Regions from separate parts of the Mus musculus genome. Here region 1 is linked to region 2. A link is a contact called in public HiChIP or PLAC-seq data. All regions are on one chromosome and are shown on one strand. The core of a region is the stretch at or near the end of the contact, and the rest is flanking DNA. Distances in the headings are between cores, read along the strand shown.

Evidence for each region. HiChIP or PLAC-seq counts read pairs in DNA pulled down with a chosen protein or histone mark.
Region 1: an H3K4me3 HiChIP or PLAC-seq map of embryonic limb bud shows a contact between it and region 2, with 3 times the contacts expected there. The contact joins the enhancer-like site here to the promoter of Auts2 in region 2. A contact is called at or near these places in 1 of 39 promoter capture datasets (hippocampal neurons) and 6 of 115 datasets of contacts at active chromatin or transcription factors (embryonic basal ganglia, embryonic forebrain, embryonic limb bud and 3 more).

What each region holds. Positions count from the first base shown.
Region 1 is chr5:133,090,375-133,096,257 of GRCm38.p6, reverse strand. No RefSeq gene overlaps it. Among named protein-coding and RNA genes, the nearest start is that of Gm36528, 340 kb to the right of the region's middle. Within about 2 kb of position 2,922, at least 3 of the 459 cell types and tissues checked have an H3K27ac peak or open chromatin away from gene starts, as enhancers often do. A contact at or near this core is called in embryonic limb bud, where this site is marked.
Region 2 is chr5:132,540,104-132,546,615 of GRCm38.p6, reverse strand. Auts2 (autism susceptibility candidate 2) reads left to right here and starts at 3,396. Exons shown (of 20, transcript NM_001363480.1): 1 at 3,396-5,101. The coding sequence starts at 4,793.

The sequences.
Region 1 (5,883 bases), core at 1,673-4,172, 550 kb before region 2:
GGAAAATGGCTTAGAGCTAACCTCACACGTGCGATTGTCATTTGTAGAAACAGAGGTGGACATTTTAGGAAAGATAGCTTGAAGAATGTTCTCACAGGACTCACTAGCTGAAAAATGGTCACGGTGTATCCTGGCTTGAATGTAAAAAAGCTTTTCCACCCCCATGCTGGTTAGTTTTAGCTGTCTATTCAACATAACCTGAAAAAACATGGGAAGAGAGTCTAAGGAGGACTTAGGATTAGGTGGTTTGTGGGTATATCTGTAGGGACTGTATTGGTCACAACCTACTATGGGCAGTCCCACTTTTCAGAGTGCGGTGAGTCCTGAACAGTTTGTGAAAGGAGAAAGCTAACTGAAACCAAGCAAGCAAAGATGCATTTCTATTGATGTGGCTCTTCGATATGATGGGACTAGCTGCTTGAGTCCCTGCCCTGACTTCCCTAGGGCGACAAAGCAGAATTTGGAATTATACGATTATAAGGCAAAACCTGTTTTCTCCTGTGCTGCTTTTTATCTTAGTTAGGGTTTTATGGCTGTGAAGAGACACCATGACCACAACTCTTACAAAGGAAAACATTCCATCTGGGGCTGGCTTGATGTTTCAGAGGTTTAGTCTATTACTGTCATGGTGGCAAGTAGGCAGACATGGTCCTGGAGAGGAGCTGAAAGTTCAATATTTTGATCCGCAGGCAACAAAAGCAAATTGTGTCACTGCTTGGACATAGGAGGTCTCAAAGCCTGCCTCCACAGTGACACACTTCCTCCAACAAGACCACACTTCTTAATAGTGCCACTCCCTGTGGCCAGGCATCCAAAACGTGACTCTATGTGGGCGCGGGGGGTAATACCTATTCAAACAGCCACACTTTATGTCTGTGTATTTGTTATAGCCACAGAAATGAAACTAGAGAAATGCCCAAGTTAGGTTTTTAAATACTTGGTGCCTTGATGGTGTTCTGTTCTGGGAGGTTGTGAAACCTTTGAAATGCAGAGCTGAGATGAGAAAATTGGAACACTAGTCTCTTTGAAAATCAGACTTTTGCCAGAGTCCTGCATTTTTGTTCCACCAAAGGGCGGCTATGGAGTCGACACTGCCACCGTGCCTCCCTGCCATGATGGGTGCCTTCAGATTGAACCCAAATAAACCCTTCCTCCTTCTGCCAGGCATTTTCTCACAGCAGTGAAAAAAGTAATTAGCAGGTGTCCATTCCAACATAGTTAATCTCAAACGTGATGGTTAAAGGAAGCCGCAACTTCTTTGAGCATAGAAAAAAATCCATCTAAAAAACTGGGGTAAATCTTTACCTGGATATCCAAATATGGATTCATTTGGCTTATCGTAGAGTACTAAGTCAGAAGTTATTTTGCCTTTTTAAATTTTATCTCATGATTATATCATGGTTGTAAGTTGTCATTTCCACCATTCCTAAAGGTTTGAAGACTCAAGTAGATGTGGCTACATTAATCAGGGGTGTTTGTCCAATCATATTACCTAAATTCCATTTCTAAGTATTTGAGTTTGGCTAGTATATTAATCGTTTGTCTTCTTACAGTCACAAGATATTGTAAAGAAGGATTGGTTGAGTTTGGCTCGTAGCTTGTGAATGGAGATGATCCGCCTTGGCAGAAGAGGTGACATGCTCACCCTGTCACACTGAATCTGTAGCTAGGAAGCAGAGTGAACAGGAGGTGGACAAAGCTGTAAGACTTCAAGGCCTACCCCAAGGGACCCACTTCCTCCAGCAAGATCCTACCTTCTAAAGACTGAAATCTTCCAAAAACTGCACCACCAGCTGGAGAAGAAGTTTCAAATACATGAGCCTGTGGGGGGACATTTCACATTCAGACCACTTTGTGTGTGTGTGGCGGGGGGGGGGGGCATTAGAAGTTAAGTATTGAGCTGGAGAGATGGCTCAGTGGATAAAGTATTTGCCACACTAACATAAAAAATATGAACCTGGATTCTAAGAATTCATGTGAAGCTGGACACAGCAGCAAATGTCTATCTTCCAGAGCTCCTAATGGAGCTCTGGAACTAGAGAACCCTCAGAAGCCCACAGACTAGTTAGAGGCAGCTAGTAAACAAGAGAACCTGCTACAAACAGACGGAAGGTGAGAACCAACCCTGGAGGTTTGCCTCTGACCTGCACTCGTACACATAGCAACACAACTACATCCCCACGCTCACAAAGACTTCTTTTTAAAACAAGGGATGTAGAGAAGATCAGTCCTTTCACTGGTTAGAAGGAAAAGAAAAACAGTTGTGGAAGACATATTTATCTTTTATGGTAAACTGGGTGATTTCTCCTTCAGAGAACAGAGTGCATGAAAAATAATATGGCTGGTATGTGACAGAATGGAGATCTTGAACTATATAGCCCAATGTCTATCCCTATGCTAATTCAAAAATTTGGGCCATTTGATCCTTCTTAATGTGTCTGTGTGTATTGTGTGCGTGTGTGTTTCTGTGTATATTGTGTGTATGTGTGTGTGTCCTTGTGCATGTTCCTGTGTAAGTAAGTGCAGGCACTTGGGTATCCTTATATGGATCAGATACACATGTGCACATAAATGCCAGTTGTTTAAGATATACTCTGTCTTGTTACTCACCAATATGTACCCCAGGCTTGCTGGCCAGCAAGCTTCCTGTATTCAACTTCAATATCCTGATAGGAATTCTAGTATTCCAGATGTATACATTCAGATCGTACATGCCACTTGGGCATCTGAACACAGGTTCTCATGCTTATTTGGAAAGCACTTTGCCCGCTGAGTTAGATCTCCAGCCCTGGCTTCCCTTCCTCTTGGACTATGTCTAACTGAAACACATCGTCCCTTGAAATGTCATATAATCTGCCCCTGCCTCCATATCCAAGCCTGAGCTTTGTATTAAGCCCTGCAGTCCGGTCTCACATTTCACAGAGGTTCATGTTCAGCCACATGCTCACACTTGTCCCTAATACATTGTGACACCCTATTACTACAGTGCCTTTATGAGCTTCAAGGGAAATTACATTTTAAATTATAGCATACAAGTATAATGGAAAATCTAATTGTAGCAATGACAGTTTATTTATCAATCATTTATCATTTTGATTTATAGGGTGCCCAACTTGATTTAAAAGGAGCTAATGTTTAAGAATCCCCAGGCACCCACAGGACTAAATATACACAGAAATCAACAAAGTGAATTACTCCTGGTTTTTTTTTTTTCTGGGTCCCTTTGATCACCTTTCTCACATTCAAGGCTGAAGCTGGGAAACACAGCCAGGTTGATCCAAGGGACTTCTAATTCAGCATCTGAATACCTTTGATATCAAATTTATCTATTATAGAAGTTGGCAGCTGGAAATTGTCAAGATTCACACAGGACTCAAGTTCAGGCATTTAAATATTTCCATATCCCAACTTCACAGAGATGCAGACTTTAGAGCTTAAAAAGGGGACTTTCACAAAGATCTGATGTCCACACCTCCAACTCCTCTTGAGTAAGTGTGTCCTGTGTGGGTGTGTGAAGGTATGTATGTATGTAGATATGTTTTCTTATGTGTAGAGGCCAGAGGTCAACACCAGGGTCTTCTCTGCCTTATTTTAGTTGTTGTTCTTTACAAAAAGTTGTTTCACTGAACTTGGAGTTCACAAATTCAAAGACACTAGCTATAACCAGACATGTGTCTACTTTGGGGGTTCTGTTTTCTACTTTTAGCTCTTAATAGACCCCCCAAACCCCCAACACTAGGTAAGAGAGAAGGTTAGAGGGGAAAGGGGAGCATTGGTTTCCTTAGACTACTTCTGGCTGATTAGGGGCACTGAGTTCTTTGGGACAAGTTTGATCTTCTTCAAGTATCAGAATATCCAATTTCTTCTCATCACTTTGTACATGACCACTCAACAGACCACAACAGCAGCCACCAGCAGCAGAAGGGGGAGCAGCAGCCCCCTCTCTTGGAGCTCGGGCACTTACACATTCTCTGCAGAGTTCCCACAATTCCAATCATAAACTATCTTCAGCTGGCAAAATCACACCCTTGCCAGAGCACAAGACAAATCATAGTCAGCTGCTGTGGATGAGCTGAAGCAGCCCCACATCCTACACCTGGGATTAAAACGATAGCATATTCACATAACATGTCTGTGGGTTTAATAGAAACCAGAATTCTCACTGTAACTAGCTGACAAGCACACTCTAGGGATCCCCCTATCTCCACATCCCAAGTGCTAGGATTACTGAAACCTATCACCATGTCTGGCTAAATGTAAAAGCATTAGTGCTGAGGATTCAGACTGGGGCCCTCATCTGTAATGGTCAACACTCCACTGACTTAGCCATCTCTCTATTCCCTAAGGCATCTTTAAGGTATCTTTAAGATTGACTCAAAGAATCTACAATTGAGACTATTAGCACTAGGAATGCTACCATCATATAAGTTCCCTGAGTGCTAAATAAGGTCTTCCTCTCTGACAGTTCTCTTCAACCTCACAAAAGCTGGGATTCCAGGCAAAGGGCACTCTGCTTCAATTGGGGGAATTAAAAATGAATGTTTCAAACTGCAGTGCTTGGCACCAGGTTAGAAGTATATCATAAGCTCATGTGCTATCTGTTGATTAAATGCACTCCTGGATAGATAGCTCTAAGATCTAGCCCCCATGTTAGGGATGCAGTGTCAGTTGATAGAGTCTTGCCCACCATGCAAGGTGCTGTGGGATAGATTCCCCTGTCTCTTGACATAACCTAGATCTGAAACGGAATCTCAATTAAGGAATTACACAGATCAGATTAGTCTATGAGAATGTCTATGAAGAACTATCTTGATTTTTAGTTGATGTAGGATTTCTCAGTCCACTCTGAGCAGTACTATTTCCTGCACAAGCAGTCATGGGCTGTGTAAGTAAGCTATCTGAGTATAAGCCTTCAAGCTAACAAGCAGCATTCCCCATGGTGCTTGCTGTACTTCTTGGCTTTGAGCTCCCTAGACAGGGTAATGCTGTATGTAATAGCCAACAGTCCTACCTTTAGGCTCTTGACTTATGTTTCTGTCTTGACTTCCCTCAGTGAGGGACTGTTGTGGGAAGCAAGTGTACTCCTGTAGGAATGAGCACTCATGAGATGATCATGACAATGTCAAGGACCCCAGTGCCTCAGATCCATGGTAATAAGAAAGCCTTCTAAGGTCAGGCACAGGGGAACAGTAAGACCTTCCTCTGGTAGGTCGAATTACACCAGCACTGTGTGCAGTGTCAACCACACCTTCCTCCTCCAAGATGACTGCTGCTTGAAACTGCTCCCCTAACAGAGTCACTCTACTGAGATCAGTTAGCCCACTTCATCCTCCAGCTGTATATAAGAAATGTGCTACGTTTCTTGGCTGTTGGTGTAGCTCCATCCCTGCGTGTGGTCCACCCAATCCTAGCTGTTCTGTAAATGTGCCTGTCACTTCTTTATCCCAGGTCAATCCTGAAACTGCACAGGTTGTGGCAGACTGTGACCTGGAAGTATAAGGCAGAACACTTTCCTTGTGAATGTTGCTTTTGCTTATGGTATTGGTAACAACAACAGAATAAAGCTAGAATAACTAGCCAGGCAGCAAAATAGAAAGGGAATGGAGGACCAAATATGTTCATTAACATAAATGAATTTTTAAACATCATGCAAAGTAACAGGCCAGGTGTGGAAATGATGATGCACACCTGTAATTTTAACGTTTGAGAGGTTTGGACAAGAGGGTCTAGGCAGTCTTCAGCAATGCAGCAAGCTTTCCATTCTTTAAAAGATGTCACCACACTGTGTAACTGGCCCAGCAAACTTAGTAGAGGTATTTAGTGGAATGCAGTACAATAAGGAGAGCTCAGGTCTGGGTAAGGGAAAATCGAAAGATCCTGGTT
Region 2 (6,512 bases), core at 2,147-4,646:
ACCCTTGGAACAGTGCCACACACAGTAATTGCTTAGCTTATTATGCAGTATTATTAATCATTCATTAGTGATCAAAACAGATGAGATGGAGATTTAGAGACAAATAAGAGCAATAAAACACATAAATAATTTTAATTCTCCAATGGAAGAATATGATGAAATTCTGACCCCAAAAGCCATTACCAATTCCAGTGAGCACTACACTTGGACCCTGAAAAAAAAAATCATTTAAACATTATCCCAAAATACGTTTGCAAATTACTCTTGCCAGAGGCAAGGTTCTTGGATACAGTATATTACGATCCACTTTCCCCCCCAACTAGACATTACTCTTTAAAGACACGACTGCCAAGGGCTGCTCTGAAAAGTCACCAATATAATGCCTCTTATTATATTTGACAATTTCACACTTTTCCCAACCCAATCTCCAAAGTTTGTGAAAAGTGACTCTACTTGCAATGTTACTTCCTGGTTTCCTAGAATCTTGTCTGTATCGAAGACAATTTTTACCTCTGTCCCAGATTGCTTCAGCTGTCAACTTAACACAGCCCAGAGTCATCAGAGGGAGTCTCAGTTTGGGGATTGCCCAGATCACTGGTCTTTTGCCAAGTCTGTGGGGGAACTGGCTTGTTGATTGATGTGGGAGGGCCAGGCCTCTGTAGGTGGTGCCATCACTGGGCAGGTGATCCTGGGTTGTGTAACAAAGCTAGAAGAGGGAAGAGTGTGCCAGAGACTGAGCCACTAAGCAGCATTCTCCCATGGTCTCTGCCAGGTTCCTGGCCTGACTTCCCTCAGTGATAGACTGTGACCTGGAAACATAAGCCAAATAAACTCTTTGTTCCTCAGAATGTTTTGTTTGTTTGTTTGTTTTTTAAATCACAGGAACAAAAATGAAAATTAGAATATCCTAGAAATGAACCCTGAAAATGAGCCCAAGTCCCTTCTTTGAATGACAAGGAACCTGCCTGTATTTTGAGGAATTTGCCTGATCGCCTCAGCGTGGGTTCCAGCCACTGAGGGCAAGAGCATCCTAGAAGAGAGGTTGAGTACAGGAGTCTGAATTTAAGTGACTGCTCCGGGGGCAGCAACAGTCAGTATAGCTAAGTAATTTTGGAAGGTGCCACTCTGCTCCCTAATAAATTCACATTTATCACACAACACCATTCTCAAGGGGGAAACAAAAAAGCACAGGATGTACTAAAAAAAGATGCTATGTTTTCAAGAAGAAGGCCTTGGGAAGCTTGAAAGGGAACTTTTTGAACATTTAATTGAACTTCTTTGATTTACAAGATGAGAAAATTAGTCATTTGAAAGTCTTGCCTAAGGTTAAATGGTTTGTTCCCCTGGACAGACATAAAGCCTGTCTTATTCACACTCCACTTGATCTCTTCTGTCTCCTTGTCTCCCACTACCCATATGCTCACAGACCTGGGTTCCTGAAACAGGAAAGCTGGAGTGTGACTTAAAAACAAAGTATTGAGAAACCAACCACTAAATCTGGAAGTGTTAAGACAAAGAGACTCACTTGCCAGAAAATAAGATTCAAGCACTTCTCTGTCTGTTTGGGGTGCCACTGTATTCCTGAACCTACAGCTGTGAAGCCCTAATATCTGTTGAATGCAAGAAAAAAAAAAGCATCCATCCGTTTACCCATTTGAGAAAGGTACGTTTTCTTTCTCTTCCACTGCTTCTGACCTTCTTGTTCTGTTCTGTGCAGACTGGGATTCAGAACAGTAGAAATCCGCGTACAAAGCATTGTAACACGGTGCCTGGCTCATTGTGAGCAATTAATGTCAGTTTGTTTTCTTTTCCTTCATGCCAAGTGTGGGTTGCTAGGGGTGAGGGGTGATGTGCCACAGTGTTTATGTGCTTGGACAGAAAGAGAAGCAACTAAGAGATTGCTGAGAGAAGACTGTCGGTGAGTATAGATCAATTCCAAGTGCCTTGAAAAAACGCACAGCTATTTTATCCAGAGAGGCTGGTCGCTTTGGTTGATCGATTCTGGGCTGTAGTCAGCTCTTTAATACAACTTTTTATAAGCATCCGTTACATCGTGGTGGAAAACGTAGGGAAGCCACCTCTGCTCCATCCTCCTGCAGCTAAGCAGTAAGCGAAGTCTGCAGCGAGGGGGATGGCGGTTTGGAGTCCTCAGACTGGGACGGCCCCGAGCTACTCAGTCCCTTGCTCCAGGTTCAAGTTCCCGGTGTCTGGCTGCTCCAAAGCGGCTAGCGCCTCCTCAAAGTGTCTCCCACAGAGAGACCAAAAGTGCTGGCCGGGCGGGGGTCGCCTGGGTTCAGGGGCACTCTGGCATTCAGTGTTCTACCACGCAGAGTAGGGGGTCGGGGGAAAGTTTCCAACTCTTGCTTGATGAGCCTGGACGCAGCACTAGACTGACTACTCTTCTTGTCCCCAAAGTGCAACCTCTTTGGGTCCATACTTTGCACTTCCCCGCGCTGCAAGCACTTTTTATTTAAAAAAAAAATTTTTTTTTTTTTTTTGCACCGGGCGCGCGCTTGCGCGCGGGCAAAACACCTAGAGGTACTTCAGAGTAGTTGAGCCAGCAAGAGCTTCAGGAGTGGAGGAGATAAGGCACTCCGGGAGCAAGTGTCCGGAGAAAGGTGCCTGCTACGCGTGCGCGCGCGAGTCCTCCGTGCGTTTGGCGGGATGTTGGGGCAGCCTCCAAGCCCTCGAACTTCAACTCCACACCGGCCTGTGACCGACCCCTCCAACACACCCCCCACAGCCTCTGGAGACCCCTTCCGCCCCCAAGTGCGCAGGCCCGGCCGCCCCAGCGCGCATGCCCTGGGCTCGTGGAGCGGTGGCCAGCCCCTCAGCCTTTTTGCTTTCCACACACTCTACAACTAGGGGAGGGGGGCGGGTCACGTGATCTAGCCCGGCCCGAGGCGCGCGGGAGGAGGGGGGACGGGGACGCGCGTGGGAGAGAGCGGGGGGGGGGGAGAGGCGCGAGGGGAGGGGCTTCTCTCGGGAGCGCGCAGCTAGTGGTGCCTGAGTGGAAGGGGCGGCCCTCGGGAGCGCGCCCCGTGGTGCCGGGGGTTTTGGGGAGGGGGAGAGAGAACGAGGCGTGAGAGATTCTCGGGAGTCCGCGAAGGGGGAAAGGGGGGCGGCCCTCGGGAGCGCGCCGAGTGAGGCGTGAGGGGAGGGGGTAGCTCTCGGGAGCGCGTGCAGAGCCAGGAGGGCGGTCCTCGGGAGCGCGCGCAGAGCGAGGCGCGAAGAGGGCGGTCTTCCAGAGCGCTCGCCGGTGAGCGAGCTCGAGCGCGCGTGCGAGAGAGGGGGAGAGAGAGAGAGAGAGGGAGAGGGAGACGGCAAGCGGGCGGGCGCGGGGCTGGGCCGAGGCGGGCGGCGGCGGTGGGCCGGCCGGAGGGGGAGGAGCGGGCGCTGTGTGAGCGAGGCGGGCGGAGGATGAGGCCGTGCCCGGGCTCTGGCTGCAGCCGCCCGGGGACACGCCGTGCACCCTCGGGCTCCGGGCTCCGGCGGCGGCGGCTGAGGCAGCGTTAGCTGAGAGCGAGCGAGCGAGTGAGCGAGAGAGCGAGCGGCATCTCGCAGCGCTTCTTCCTCAGGCGGGGCGACGCGAAAAAGAAGAAGAAGAAGAAGAAGACGAAGAAGAGGCGGCGGCGCCACCACACCGGTGTATCTCGGGTTGGAGACTGCTCTTTGCTTTCCTCGTTGACTGACTCACCCCCTCCCCCTTTATAATTTTATCTTAAATTTTTTTGGAAGAAGGGTGACCTCTGGAACTGGGGGTGGGGGGAGATCTACAATTTGTGTGTGTGCGTGCGTGCATGTGTATGTGAGGAGGGGGTCGGTGGCACGCGCCAGGCTTTGCAATTCTTCTCTTCTTTCATCTTTTTCTCCTCCTCCCCCCCTTGAAGACCGAAAAAAAAAAATCCCACAACTGCTTCAGCGTCCTCCTCCTTCCCTTCCTCCTTTCCTCGGGCAACCTCTGTCTCCGCTTGTGATTGCGTGGTTATGCTCCCCTCTCTGGGGGGTCTCGCCCCTCTCAGCTCGCTCTCCAGCCCTGGCTTCCCTTGGATGCATTTCTTAAAAAAAGACTGGGAGCCCGGGAGTGAGTTTTTCTGCGAGGCGAGTGTGTGAGAGAGGCGGAGGTGTGGGGTGTTTTCCTGCACGAGGGGGCGGGTGAAGTTCATTGCCACCCACCCCTCACTTCACCGTGACCTTTTCGGACCTCGGGCTTTTTTTTTTTTAAAATTTTTTGGGGGGTCTCTAGAGAAAGGGAGAAGCAAGGCGATTTCAGTGGTGGGGAGAGAGCATGGCCGCGGGGAGGGCTTCCCCAGTCTCTTGATCAAAGCATTCCGCTATTCTGATTTATTGCCTGCTTGGTGAGTTATTTTTTTCCCCCTTTCCTCTGTAAAGGAGACCTGTGTGTTCAGCCATTACTTTGCTCGGCGCTGTTCGCAGGCATCTCCGACCCTCGGTGCAGAGGGGAGCCCCACACTTCGCCCTCTCGCTTCCCCGTCCCTCCCTCCCCGTCTCCCCGCCCCTTCCCCCTTTTTTCTTTCTCTTTTCCCCCCTGCCCTCCCTTCTTGTTCTTCTTCGGATTCTTTTTTTTTTTTTTTTTTTTATTTCTCCCAGCCGCTTTCTCCCCCGCGCCCTTCCTCGCGGCGGGAGGGAAAAGCCCGTGCAGGAGGAAGGGGGGCTCGGTGTCAATTTTTTTTTTCTTCTTGGGGTGTGTGTGTGTGTGTGTGGCCGCGGCCCGAGCCTGTGGCGCGCGGGTAGGTGAACGGGGAAGATCCCCGGCGCGGTTAAAAGAACCATGGATGGCCCGACGCGGGGACATGGACTCCGGAAAAAGCGGAGGTCTCGATCACAGCGAGACCGGGAGAGACGCTCCCGGGCCGGGTTAGGAACCGGTGCGGCGGGTGGTATAGGAGCCGGCCGGACCCGGGCTCCCTCGCTGGCTTCATCGTCGGGCTCCGACAAGGAAGACAATGGAAAGCCCCCATCCTCCGCCCCGTCCCGGCCCAGACCCCCGCGGAGGAAGCGCAGAGAGTCCACCTCAGCCGAAGAGGACATCATTGATGGATTTGCCATGACCAGCTTTGTTACTTTTGAAGCGCTGGAGGTAAGGGGGGACCCCCTTTTCTGTTCCCCCCATGGTTTCCTTTTATGCATGACACCCCCCACACTCGGCTGCACCCCGGTTTTCTTGCCTCCCCCGCCGCACTCGAAGCTCTCAGTCTCGGCCGAGGTCTTATTGTTGGGTGTGGGGTTGTATGTAGGGGGAGCTGGGGGCAGATTGGCAGCAAGGAGGGAATCGCTAAGCTGTATGCCTGGTCTGGTCTTCTACTGGTTTCGTTCTTGTCCAGCTTGCCTTTCCCTTGCGCCCCCTTCCTGCACCCCCACCTCCCTCCACAGCAGATGGGTGGAAAGAAAGGGGTTCAGGCATCACAACAATGCGCCCCCCTTCTCCACGGATGGTTCTACCCCCACTCCTTTCCTCTTCTTCTCCCTCCCCAATCATGGCTTCTTGGCTGGTGGAAGTCTTTGCTTGGGTTTGGGGCGCCTGTGGACTGTTCTCTGTGTGCTTTCTACAGAGCCATATGTTCCCATGCGTGTGTGTGTGTGTGTGTGTGTGTGTGTGTGTGTGTGTTTTAGTCTGTCTAGTATATGCTTTTTCTGGATGTCCTGGGGATCAGAGGCTGCTAGGGTTTTGTGGCTTTTCTATACTCCCCCCTCCCCTTTTTTTGGTGAAGCTGGGGAAGGGGGCGTTTTCTCCTTGTTGGGAGAAAGGAGGGAGGAGGGGAGAAGAGGAAAGGATGGAATATCTTTTTATATAATGCATGGGGCTATATTGCAGAAAGGGTTAATGACAATATTATCCACACACATACATTTGCGTGTGGGTTGTGTTGGTGTGTGTGTGTGTGTGTGTGTGTGTGTGTGTGTGTATACATGAGCAATTTAGTTGAAGGACAGAAGAAGGTACACCAGGGAGGGCTGGTATGAGGCAAGATAAAATCCTAGCTGGCTGCTGAAGGGCTTGTCACCAGTTGTCCCTCTTTTCCTTTTTTTGTATGTGCCCCCCACCCCAAGTGATTGGCTTTGTGTATGTGTTTGTGTGTCTGTCTTTATTCCTGAGGCACCTGCAGGCAGCCTTGGTTTTTCAAATGCATATTTTCCTGCCTGCTAAGAGGCTCCTGGTGTGTGTGTGTGTGTGTGTGTGTGTGTGTGTGTGTGTGTGTTTGTAGGATGGAAGGAGCTGGAGGGAGACAGTCCAAGGGTCACAGAAAAGTATCTTTGCCTGGGAAGATTTGCTTTGGTGCTGGGATTGGTCATTGGTGTGTATACATTTAACTGCTTTCTTTCCTCCTCTTCCTCCCTTTCCCCACCCTCAACACACACAGCCACACATACACAGGAGGTTCCGAGGGCCTCCTGAGTTGATCCAGGACAAAACCAAAATATGGTTGGTTTGTAGCCTTTCATGGCACCTGACATAATGGTGTGGAGAAACTTTTCTCTTCCCTTTATTT